Linked DNA regions of Oryctolagus cuniculus: region 2 is linked to region 1. A link is a contact called in public Micro-C data. All regions are on one chromosome and are shown on one strand. The core of a region is the stretch at or near the end of the contact, and the rest is flanking DNA. Distances in the headings are between cores, read along the strand shown. Region 1 holds the start of GLI1 (GLI family zinc finger 1). Region 2 holds the start of SLC26A10P (Solute carrier family 26 member 10).

Region 1 (6,174 bases), core at 2,188-4,687:
TTCCCCCAGGCCCTCGAAGGCGTCTTCCCTGGAAACCAGGTTGAAAAGAGCACCGCTCGGGGTGGGCATTTGGCCAACAGTGAAGCCCCTACTTGGGCAGTCCAGATCCCATGTCAGAGCACCTGGATTTGGGTCCTGCCTGTCCCAGCTCTGCCCCCATTCCACTTCCTGTTAATGTACACCCTGGAGGGCTGCAGTAGTTGGGCCCTTGCCACCCACATGGGAGAAGTGGATGGAGTTCTCAGCTTCTGCCATTGGCTTGGCCCAGTTCCAGTTTTGCCAGCATTTGGAGAGTGAACCAGCAGATGGAAGCTCTGTGTGTGTGTGTGTGTGTGTGTGTCTGTGAAATAAATAAATAACAAACATATAAGCATCCTCCTGCCAGGGCCAGGGTTAGGGTGAATGCCCCAAGGGATAAAGGCCTTCTTGCAGTCTTGGAGATCTTTTTGGTAACTGGGTCTGAGCGTTAACCCCCATAAGTGTGTATGTGTGGTTAGGGGGTGTTATGGACTAATCGTGCCTGTTCGAGCTCCAGGTGATTTTCATGCTGTGGGCCCTCTGCTTCTTGCTCTGACAGGGAGCCAGCTTTGAAGGCTGGGCTGCGGGCACTTAGGGAGGGTCTGACCTAAGCCCCAGGAGGCTCGCCTCCTTTCCTTCACTGGCCCCCACGCACGGACAGCCTACAGTCTCCCCAGTATCCAGCAGGAGGAGCCCTCGCCACAGTCCAGACAGGCCGGCGGGGTCAGGAGCGAGCACTGAAGAGCTAGGGCTCTCTTAGGTGGAGAACTGTGAGTAGGAGTAGGTCAGGCTTCTGGGGGAGCCTCCCGGGGCTGGTAGGTATGCAGGACAGAAGCTGACATTGTCCTGCCGTGGTTTGGATCTGGGCCCACTTAGCCTTTCGGTGTCTGGTTTTTGGGGAACAGGAAAAGAACTCTGAGGGAAGGCATTAAGGAGAATGAAAAACAAACTCATCAGCCACTCGAAAGTAGTGAGGAAGAAGCGGGTGCTGCTGTCTGCTTTTCTCCTCAAACTCCGGTTCATACTCCACCCCGGGTTTTCCGGGATTCCGGGAGCGAGGGTGGGGCGGGGCGGGGCGGGGCGGGGTGGAGAGCCACCAGGAGCGGGCCGGCCGGCGCGGTGGGTGATCCCGGGATGCTGGGATTTAGGGTGAGGGAGGGGTAACACGGGGAGCGGAACTCGGACCCCAAGACCCGGCCCGAGCCCCGCAACCAGGGCCGTACCCTTCCTAACTCCTCCTCCTTCAGCCGACCCCCGGATCCCGCACCGGGGACCTCCCAACTCGACCTTGGCACTCAAGTTGGAGGCGGGGGGCACAGCTGGCTGGCAGCTGGGTGGGGGGGCCCGTCTCCCGCCTCCTTCCTCTATGACTCACCCAGGGAAAGGAGGCGGACTCGTCAAGGAACCCCCCCCAACGCCAACGAGACTCCCCAAAACGTGCCCACGCGGTGGTCCTCCTGCCTCAGCGCCTAGCCGCCAGGCAGGCGCAATTGGAAACGGGGCGACATCCCTCCCCGCCCACGCGTGCCGCGGCCCACCCACGTCTCCCCTTCGCACTAGTGGAAGCACAAGGTCGCCGCCCGCTTTCCCAGCTCCGGGACACTTGGGAGTGGGTGAGGGTGCGGGGTGGGGTGGGGTGGGGTGGGGTGGGGATCTCCCCGGATCCCGCGCCGGAGCCCGGCTTGCCAGAGTGCCCCCTCGTACCCCCGCTCCCCAACTCCCAGGAGCCGGCCCCGCCCCCTTCCCCGGTCCCGCCTTCCCCGCCCCCGTGCCTCCTCGGCCCACCCAAGTCGCCGCCGCAGGCTCTGGCTGCAGACGGCTCCGCTTCCCCCGCCCGCCCCGGGAGCCCAGTCGAGCGAGCCGTACAGTGTGTGTGGGGGGGGGGGGGGATGAGGGGCGGGACACATTCTTCCCTCCTCCTCCTCTCCGTGCATCCCGAAAGCAGGCAGCGGCGCCCTGGGGAGCACTTTTGGAGAGTGGGGATCCCCGTGGTGGGGTGGCAAAGCAAGAGAATCCTTAGAGTATAGGGAGGGGAAAGAGTGGGAGTAAATAAAACAAGGTGTGTGTGTGTGTGTGTGTGTGTGTGTGTGAACACCTCGGGTTCCCGGCAGCCCAAGGGTTAACCCTTTCGGACCCCCGGGAACCCCCTAGTGACGTCAAGGGCGGGGTCTGCGCGTCGGGCGGGGATGCCGGGGAGATAATGAGGGGGGGTCTCGGGACCCCGCCCCCCTAGGGAAAACCACCCTGACGCCGGCCTTCGCGTCTCCCCGGGAAACGGCCAGGTCTTCGCCCTCCACTGGAACTTTCGGGCCTATGCTAGGAAGACCCTAGCTCGCCAGCCCCCTAAAACCCTCAGTCCTCCGCCACTACGGGGTCCCCTTTCTCTAATCCTGCCCCCAAAGCTGGCTACCCAGGGTTGATTGTTTCGGGGTCAAGGGGCCTGAAAGAGGCTTCAGAGCGGGGAGCCAGGGCAGGCAGGGTGGTCTGAGCCAGAGGAGGGGCTTGGGTTCGCAGCTCCCGTTTGGGCGGGGGGCCAAGCGGGATATATAGGCTGGCAGTGGCCGGTGGTCCCGCCCAGCCCCAGTAGGGGTCTCCCGGCGGCTGGCTTCAGCTGCCCCGGTGGTCCAGAGGTCAGAGGGTCAAGAAAAGGTCTCCCCAGCTCCTCTTAAGCGGCCTGCCCCATAGCCCTAGAGGCTCGGGAGCCCAAAATTCTTTGGGGTCTTTCTAAGGCCTAGTTAGACCTTGGGCAGCCCCGCCAGCTCCCGGCCTAGTCCGGAAGACACTCGCGTCCCGCATCTGCAGGCACATCGGTCACAGCAGGTCGGGGGCTCAGGCCCAGCAGGCTCCCCGTGGTTCTGCTGCCTCACACACACCTAAGCCCACCCCACCTGGAGCGCCCTCCTTTGGGGTGCCCCGACGTCCTCATGCCTGGCACTCAAGATGCTACCTGGAGTTCCCGCTCCACCCCGCAGACCCCAGGACAGCCACCCCTCCAGCCTCAAGAAAGTGAGATGTTTCTAACACAGGGGAGTGGCGGAGACAAAGAGACCCACGGTTGCCCGAGACAGAGACACGCAGACTGTCAGAAGAAAAAAAGAAGGGAATGAAGAGATACAAACGGGAAAAAAAAATTCCCTCAGACTTCCTAACAACTCACCCCGGGCTCGCCCACCCCCATTCTGCCCCTGCACCCCAGGTCTCCCTCCAGGCCGGGGTGAACCCCTCGGAAGCAGAGCATCCCCCTCCCCCACCGCTCCCAGGTGGTCCCCCGCCCGCCCCCCTTCTCACCTCCGTCTGGGCGCTGGACTCGGGATGCGCGGTCCAGGGCAGGAGTCTGGGCTGGGGGGTGTGCGGTGGGGAGGGGGGGCGGACAGGGCCACGGCAGCGCAGCCTCGGTGCCACCCCCACCCCCCAACCTGGCCCCCCAGCCCTCCCGCCGGCCCAGCCAGCCGGGCCGCGAGCCGGGACCACCCGCGAGAAGCGCAAACTTTTTTTTTTCCCTTTTGCAAAAACTTTTCCTCGCTCTAGCCGCTGGCGCGCCGCCTCTCTTCCCGCTCGCCCCTCGCCTCCCTCCTATCTCCCTCCCTCCTGCCGTTCTGGAGGGTGAGGCGGGGTGGCTAGGAGCGAGAGAGGGGGTGCCGGGCTTATTGCACCCCCAGGACCCCCAGGATCCTCCCCCTCCCTTGAGGGACCCTATACTGCCTCCCCCCCCCCCCCCCCGAACACGCTGCTGGTGGTGGGCGGAAAATCCCGGTCTGGATCTGCGGATCGGCTGTCCACGAAGTGGTCCTGAGCCAGAGCCAGAAAGACCGAGGGAAATATTGCGAGGCGGGGGAAAAAGAGAGAAGTTCATCTGGCAAAGATCATGTTCGAGGCAGGGTCGTCCACACTGACGGATGCGAACTGAGCATCCCGCCACCCTGTGGTTTATCTGCAGGTCTAATCCTCTGGGAGAGTTGGGGTTGGGGCAAACCGAGCTGAGGAGCTTGGTGGGGGGCTCTGGAGAAAGTTTCGGGGTCTACGGAGTAGAAAGGAGAGGAGAAGCGGCCGAGGCTCTGCGTGCGAGGTGCGCCTCCACAGTGTCGCTAAGGAGCCGTGGGTCTGCAGCACCTTTCCCAGGAAACGCCCTCTCCACCTCGAACCTCTGCAGGCTGCGGCCACCTCCGCACCTCTCTGCCGCCCGCGCTCTTTACGCTCTCCAAGGCTTCCTGCTCCCTCTGCTGGCCCTGCTTGCACATGACACCCTCTCTGCGTTTGGAGGCGGAGGAGACCGGGAGGACCCACGGAGCTCGCGCCCAGACAGCTGCCTCCCCCAAAGCCCAGTTAGGAGCCCAGAGAAGCGGCGGGGCCCAGCGGCAGAGGCTGCTGGCACCCTGCGGGAGTGCCCCCCTGACGGAGGAGTGCCCTGTCCCTCTGGGTTTGTGTTGCCGTGGTGACCGGATGGCGGGGAGGGGGCAGCTATTTCGTCCTGGGGAAGAGGAAGACTCCCTTCCCGGTTCTGTGACCTCCCTGGCAGACCTGGCACACCTTAGCTCTGCGTCCAGGAGCCATCTACTTGGACTGAGAGTGAGGGCCTGTTAACAGTCGGGTTGGGGGGTCCAGGGAGGGGAAGACCAGGCGAAGCAAGGGGAGGTCTGGGCCCCACAGGAGTCACTGGGGGTGGGGGAGGTCCCGTGCAGCCTGCCTCCCGCACAGTGTCACCCAGAGGGTCGAGGGCCTGCCCAGCTCGCTCAGGCCGCACCAATGGTCACCGGGAAGAGACTCCAGTCTTGCTCCTGTCCCAGCCGGGTGTCCTTTCTCCTAGGACTCATTTATCAGCTTGTTTCAGGGGCAGAGACAGAGACCCAGAGCTCCTAACCTTTGTTGTTGATTCATTCCCAAAATGCAAGCTGGGAACGCAATCCAAGTCTCTCACTGGGGACTTGAACCCAGGGACTTAGATATAGGATGTGAACTTTTTTTTTCTTCTTTGCTTTTCATTGCTTTATTTATTTGAAAGGCAGAGTTACAGAGAGAGAGAGAGGGAGAGGGAGAGGAAGAGAGCGAGATCTTCCATCCTCTGGTTCAATCCCCAAATGGCTGCAATGGCCAGAGCTGGACTGATCCGAAGCCAGGAGCTAAGAGCTTCTTCCCGGTCTCCCACCCGGGTACAAGGGCCCAAGCACTCGGGTCATCTTCCACTGCTTTCCCGGACCATTAGCAGAGAACTGAATCAGAAGAGGAGTAGCCAAGACACAAACCAGTGCCCATATCAGATGTTGGCATTGCAGGAGGCAGCTTTGACCTGCCATGCCATGGCACTGGCCCCAATATTTTTTTTCAAGATTTATTTATTTGAAAGACAGAGGTACGGGGTGGGGGAGAAGGAGAGAGAGAGAGAGAGAGAGAGAGAGAGAGAGAGAGAGAGAGTTCTTCCATCCATTGGTTTACTCCCAAAATGACTGAAACAGTGGGGTCTGGGCCAGGTCAAAGACAGGAGTTGAAACTCCATCGTGGGTAACAGAGACCCAAGCACTTGGGCCATCTTCCACTGCTTTCCCAGTCACATTAGCAGGGATCTGGATTGGAAGCAGAGCAGCCAGGACTCAATCAGGACTCATGGGTAATGACTTAACCAGCTACTCCACAGCGCCCGCTGCGAGGGTTGTGGTTATCTTAACTGCAGAGATGAACATCCACGGGTCCAGAGGAGCTGATTTATTTATTCATTTTTAAAGATTTATGTATTTATTTATTTGAAAGACAGTTACAGAGAGAGAGAGAGAGAGAGAGAGAGAGATCTTCCATCCACTGGTTCACTCACCAAATGACTACAACAGCCAGGGCTGGATCAAGCGGAAGCCAGGAGCCTGGAACTCCATTCGGGTCTCCCATGTGGGTGGCAGGGGCCCAAGCAGGTGGACCATCTTCTGCTGCTTTCCCAAGCACGTTAGTGGGGAGCTGGATGGGAAGCAGTAGCATAATCCACTATGCCATGATGCTGACACCCCAAGAGGCTGTCTTAGAGCACCCCATTTTCTTCTCTCCACCCAGTTCTGTAGGTCAGCAATTTTGTTTTCAAGATCTCTACATGCCCTTAGAAAGTATTGAGCTTTGGTTTGTGATTTATATCTATCAATTCACCATATTAGACATTAAAATGTAAAAAACCTGTGA
Region 2 (6,174 bases), core at 1,447-3,946, 140 kb before region 1:
GGTCTGGGAAAGGCCCAGGGAGAGATGGGCCAGAGGATATGAAGGGGCTCCTGTAGGGGTCGTGGCTACCAACAGGGTCAACTGAGCCATCTTGAGTAGGGAAGCTGGCTGTGGAGACCTGGGACGTTGACTTTGTCGCGGCGAGGGAGAGAGCCGTCTTCCTGGGAAGGAAGACAGGCCAGGAATTGCAGAAAAGGGTCGTGGGGGAGTGCTGTGCCCGGCGCGACCGCAAGGGGCCGCTGTGGCCAGGAAGAAGGCGTCCTACGAGGTCTGGAGAGGACGCGGTGAGAGGTGGGACGGCGTGGGGAGGGGATTCTGCAGGGTCGAGGTGTCCGGGGAGGCGGCCTGGGAAAGTACACATGTGAGCATGACCTCTGGCCCGTGACCTCTCCGCGTTCCGCAAGGAGGCGGCCGCAGCACGGGCGGGGTCTGTGCGGGGCGGGGAGCCGGCCCCGGGGCCGTCCTCACCATGACGACTTCCCCTGGGATCGGGGTGGGCAGCCTGTCTCGGAACCTCACGTTCAATTCCTTCACAGGCACCAGCAGCGCCAGGCTGAGCGCTGAGATGGTCAGTTCGGCCGGACTGCTCCGGGGCAGCGCCATCAGCACGGCGGCCAGCGTCTGCGGGCAGGGCGGTGAGCGAGGACCCCAGCCAGGGTGACCGTCCCGGCAAGGACCCACCCGACCCAGGAGAGGCCCTCTGTTCCCGCTGCCGACGGGGGTGCCACCTCCTTCCCCTCGCCCCCAGCACGTGCCACCCTCCACCCTTTCGTGTTTCTCTCTTCCCCGCGACCGCTGGAAACCTCCGCTGATCTCCCATCCCCACCTTGAAGAGAGAGAAGCAGCCGATCTGGCGGGGGAGGGACAACCCCAAGAGGCTCGGCAGCTGGGACACGAGGACGTGCATCGCGGCCCCGCTGGTCAGCGCCTTGACCACAGGTTCGGACAGAAAGGTGGCCAGGACGCCGAGCTGCAGCGCGAACATCGCCAGCTGCGGGCGAGAAGACGCGCGCTCCCCCGGGCGAGGAGGCGCGGACCCGCTAGAGGGCAGTGCGCCAGCTTCCCCACGCGCCGCTGCATCCCCCCCCCCCCCCCCCCCCCCCCCGGCCCCGCGCCCTGCACCACAGCCTTCCCTCTCCCCGGGCCGCCAGTGTAGATCTCCCCAAGTGCTCCCCAGATCCTCCCTCACCATCAGCGCCCCGCTCCCGAAGGCCAGTGCCGAGGCCGCCCCAACTCTCTGGGCGTCCAGCTGCTCCCGCTCGACCGCGCTCAGGTTCCCCGCCAGGGGTTCGGGCACCAGCCGCTCTACCACCGAGCCGGTCATGAGGCTGAGGACCGCAAAGGTTCCTGGAGCAGGGCGACAAACGCAGAGCACCTGCCATAATACCCACGCAGGGCGACGCTCAAGATCTGCCGCGCTTGGGGAAACCGGGGGGTCAAGATCTGGCATAGCAGCCAGGGAACCGCGGGGAGGGAGCACAGAGGGGGTGAACCTGCCAACAAAACTGCCACCCCCTGCAGACTCCTCGAGGACTTCTTGGGGGAGAAGAGGGGGACAGCGCATCTCATCTTTCCCTTCCGAAAGTCCCAGAGGCATTCATTTTAACCAAAACTCCCTGGGGTGCCCAGGTTCTAATAAATGCCCTCCTTTGCGCCCCTCCTGCCAGCATTGCCAAGATCAGTTTGCCAGCTGGGCTGCTACGGAGGGAAGGGAAGTTGAGAGGGAGAGAGGAATCGAGCTGGGTCGTCTCAGACTGCTGTCCATTCTCCCCCCACAGAGCAGTCACTGGAAGTCCCCAGTCACTCACCCGTGGACAGATGTCTCCCAGTGCCCAGCAAGCTGTAGATAAGGACGGGGAAGAAAGACGTGTAGAGTCCGAACACTGGGGGCACGGAGGTCAGGAGGGCAAAGGCCATGCCTGGGGAGAAGTGGAAGGAGAGGTGGGGGGTGCCCAGCTTCCAGGACCTGCCCTTTCTCGCGCTCTTACAGGCTGGCCCCGGGGGGCGCTAAGTCGGGCCGCTGTGAGGGAACTTAGGAGTTAAGGGGACTCCGTGGGAGGCCATGGAGGGGACGTAGGCAGTCACAGATCCGTGTCGGCCCAAGTCGTGGGGGGCCGGCACCCTGCCTCTCTCCAGCTCCCTGAGCCGGAACCGGCCCCAGACTTCTGGCAGGAGGGCGCAGGTGAGGGGCGATGGGGGTGGGGACCTGCTGGGGCTCCGCAGTGCTTACCCGAACTGGTCCTTCTCTCGAAGCCCCCAGTCCACTAACCCACCACCTCGCTCCCCAACCGAAGCGCTCCAGAGCTTGGGCCTCTGACAAGCGAGGGTCGGAGCCGCTCACCCTGGGGCACGTGCACGACGCCCACGGTCACTCCGGCCACGGCATCCCCGAGCAGCCAGGCCCGCCAGCGGTAAGAGGGCAGCCAGCGCAGCGGGGGCAGCCGTGCCTGCAGCAGGCGCCACGCCCCCCGCCCGGAGCAAGCGCGGGCCCGCAGCCTCCAGAGCCTGGGCAAGAAGGACTCTGCCGGGAGCTCGGGTTCCTGCTCTGCGCCCCCGAAAAGCTGCTGGAACCGAACCTCAGTGAGAGGTTCCCTGAGCCTGGTGCCCAGCGGGTACTTCAGGTCGGAGGTCTCTCCCAGGCCTGGGCGGGTCCTGGCGCCCCGTGGTCCACTCATTTTGCCCTTGGCCAGCTCCGGCTTGACCGGGTCTTAAATAGCCCTCCCGCCTGCCTGCTAGAGACCCGCCTCCCTGAAGCACGGTCCAATCCGGCGCTGGAGGGCGCCCTCTCTTGGGGCCTGAGGCCGGGCCAGGGCTGCGGAGTGGAGAGGACACTGTAAGTGCTGGGCGGCTCCTCCCACAACTTTGGCCCACCCGATGCTGGGGGCTGGCGATGGATAGGTATGGGGAGCCAAAGGACGAGAGCCCCCCTAAGACCCAGCACCCACCATGTGCGATCCAAGCCCTTTGCCCCCTGCCTCTTCACTCCGGGTGCTCTCCCCATGTGCACTCTGGGCAGAGATGGAGGCTGGCTCCTCTCTCGGCACTGGTCCTTCCCCGCCCCTGTGCACTCACCCACCTGGGAGCAAGCAAGTTCAGTGCCCACTGGGAATCCCCAACCCACTTCCAAATCCTCACGGGGTACAGCCTGCCCCAAGAAAGCGGAAGGGGCTCTGCTGCCTTAGCAGTGCCGTCCACTAGGTGGGAAGCAGCTCTGTGCATCAGACAGGGATGGCGGCAGAGGCCCGCCAGCCCCACACCGCCGCCAGGAGTGAGTGGACCTCCACCACTGATAGGGACTGATAGGAAACTTTATTTCTTAGGAGCCAAAGAAAAGCAAAGCAACACTTATTACTCCAAGTTCTATTCACAAAGTAGGCCATCGGAAACAGGTGTGTGGTTAACTCAGGTACAGAGGGGTCACCTGCCGGCCTCTGCACCCCTGTGGTCTCAAGGAATACAAAGGCTCTCCTCTCTGGAGTCCTGCTCTCTGCACCATCCCCTCCTCTACTCACAAGAATCTTCAGCGCCCTCCCCATCAGCGGCTGGTCCCCCAGTCCCTGACCCCAAAGCCCCAGGGTGGGGTGCAGTGAGGGTGGGTCTCCCCTCTTCAATTCCTCCTATTGTTTCCCAGAAGTCTTATCTGGGCCCTACGTCCTGTCACCCTCCCCTTACGGATCCCTCCCCCCATTGTCGGCCTGGGGGACCTCAGGCCCACAGGGAGGCTCCAGCCTCTCCTCACCCTCCCACCCCAGCAGTCTATTGTCTGCTGAGGAAGTCCAAGTGCACGTGACCAAGCCCAGGGGACAGACGGACAGTGGACACACGGATGCGCAAAGACCCAGGCGGGGCATCTGGACGTGGATCTCTGCACGCCCGGCTCTCTCTGTTCCAGAGGTTGGGAGGGGTGAAGATCCCCATAGGTTCCCCACTCGACGCTAAGGTTTGAAGAACCTCTCCTGCTCAGTATGACATGACCGATGGCCTCACAGACAGCAAAGACAAGGAGATCTGGAGCCAGGAAGGGGCCACAGCGCCCAGGACCCTCTGCACCGTCCCATCCTCCCTCGGCGGAGTGAGGAGTCCTCGTGAGGAAAGGTACTCTGGGCATCCTGTGCTTCGCCATCTGGTGGTGCAGGGAGTGGGTGGTCACACTACACTGGGCTTTCCTGGGGGTGTTACAGACCAGGGGGCAGATCTGGGGGAGGGCAGAGGAGCTGGCTAAAGGACAGAATACAAGGATCCGCGATTTTCCAGGGGCTGCAAGCCCTCAGGGTGGACTGAGCTGCAGGGATGCAGGAATAGATGACCACATGACCCCCAGGAACAGATGACCACATGACCACATTTATCTCACGCCGTGTGCCCAGGGGGGCGCCTGATCTCTTCTACCCCACTGTGCCCCATGGACCCTCACGACAGACTTCCCTTCCCTCTGCCAGGACAGCAGCCTCGGGGATATCACAAAACCTTTATTCTCAGAAAACAGGAAAAACTAAAGCAGGAGTTTCTATCTGGCCCCTGCCCCAGCCCTCTCACTCCCCCTCATCGCCTCCCTTTGGGGAGACTGTGATGCACGCACAGGGGTGGGAGCGGGTCCAGGTTCTCCTCCCCGAGCTGCCCAGCCTCGCCCCTCCACACACTTCAGGAGAGAAGGCTTCCAAGTCAAGGCCAGCATGGCCCTGGAGCTCCCTGGGGAGCAGGTCGCGGAGAGAGCACCACCCTGTGCCCTTCACCGCTTACAGCTCATCTTCGTCCAGCTTGGCAAGTCTGGCCTGGCAGGGCGGGGTTGGAGGAGTCACAGGGACTGGGGGAGGGTCCCGAGGAGCCTGGGGGATGTCATGGAGGGCCTGAGGAAAGAATCGAGTCACAGGATGCAAAAAGGCCAAGAAGGACTTTTCACTCTTCTCTTTGCAGTATAAGCCCTTGGCCAAGCCCCTCCCACTGTCAGCCTCTAGCAGAGTTAAAAGGGGTGGGGGGTGGGGGGTAAGGGAGGGGAAATAGGGAGGAGCAGACTGAAGAAAGGGCAGATGTGGGGGAGGGGACCACAGAACAAGAGAGCCCCTCCCCCCACTTTGCCCCTCCATCCTTCATACCTGTGTGTCCAGGGGCAAGGGCGCTCTGGCCACCTCCCCTTTGGGCATCAGCAGCAGGGAGGGGAGAGAGCCGTTGATGGGTGTCTGTGTGCTGGCCTGGGCCCGGTCTCCAGGCTGAGTTCTCCCAGGGCTCCCCACCCCAGGGCCCCCTGGCCGCCCCAGGCTGTTGGTCTGGCTCTCCCGTCTCTGGTACTCAATGGGTGACTGCAAGGCTGGGCAAGGACAGGGGGAGAAGGCAGGTTATAGCAGAGACAGCCCCTTTCATGCTGGGCTCTGCTCAGACCACCCTCCCAGCTGGCCCCTCTCCCCCAGGGACCACCAGCTAGTGTGAAATACTTGGGGCTTTAGGGGCTTCTGAGTCACTCAGTGTGGGGCCAATCAGACGGCAGGGGCTGAAGGAGGCAGTGAGGGATTCAAGAGGGCCTGGGGCTGGGGGAGCGGGTATGGGCCTCACCGTTGAGAAAGTCCCGCTGGCTTTCCAGGATCTGTGCCACCTGCTTGATCCAGGCCTGGCTCACGGCAGGCTCGGCAGCCTGCAGGACGTAGCGCTGGACGCCGCCCTCCGGCCCTCTGGAGGTCAGTGCGAAGCGGCAAGGGTCCCCTTGGAGGTTCCCCTCCAGGCCCAGGCAGCTCACCTGAACCGGCAGACAGGAGATGGTCCCCAGGTTCCTCAGCCCCTCTCTGGGTCCTGGCCCCTCCAACCATCCGAGAGCCAGCCAGCCAGCCTCGCCGGGCCTCACCCTGTCTCAGGCAGGCCCTCCCTCGGAGCCCACCTTGATGCTGCTCTTATATACGTAACCGGGCTGCGTTCCGCCTCGCGTGCCTCCTCCTAGGGCCTCGCTGAAGATGACAATTTGCTCAAAGAGGAAGACGCGCCTCTCTCGCCCTCGGGCAGACAGCAGCCCCCCAGCCTCAGGCTCTGTGACCCAGAATGTGTCCTGACCCAAGAGCTTCCCCTGAGCGGTCAGCTTGCCCTAGAACCAAAACATTCGACCTTTGAGAAAGACCCTGGAGGGAGAACGTCCCCTCCCGGACATTCCCAACCAACCACCCGGCCCGCAGGGGCTGCCCCCCGCCCCAA

Evidence for each region. Hi-C and Micro-C count contacts between places; a contact is called where the count stands out from the background.
Region 2: a contact with region 1 is called in a Micro-C map of ear pinna, with 4 times the contacts expected there. The contact joins the promoter of SLC26A10P here to the promoter of GLI1 in region 1. A contact is called at or near these places in 2 of 6 Hi-C or Micro-C datasets (ear pinna and an unstated tissue).

Annotation. Positions count from the first base shown.
Region 1 is chr11:60,085,116-60,091,289 of mOryCun1.1, reverse strand. GLI1 (GLI family zinc finger 1) reads right to left here and starts at 3,437. Exons shown (of 11, transcript XM_051832917.2): 1 at 3,307-3,437.
Region 2 is chr11:60,220,663-60,226,836 of mOryCun1.1, reverse strand. It overlaps SLC26A10P (Solute carrier family 26 member 10), which reads right to left and starts at 2,696. Exons shown (of 17, transcript XM_070052504.1): 1 at 2,342-2,696; 2 at 1,809-1,919; 3 at 1,190-1,347; 4 at 827-991; 5 at 469-621. The coding sequence starts at 2,675. LOC127487429 (a long non-coding RNA gene) reads left to right here and starts at 3,789. Exons shown (of 3, transcript XR_007914228.2): 1 at 3,789-4,095. It overlaps ARHGEF25 (Rho guanine nucleotide exchange factor 25), which reads right to left. Exons shown (of 14, transcript XM_070052506.1): 12 at 5,548-5,728; 13 at 5,094-5,305; 14 at 4,452-4,847. The coding sequence ends at 4,737.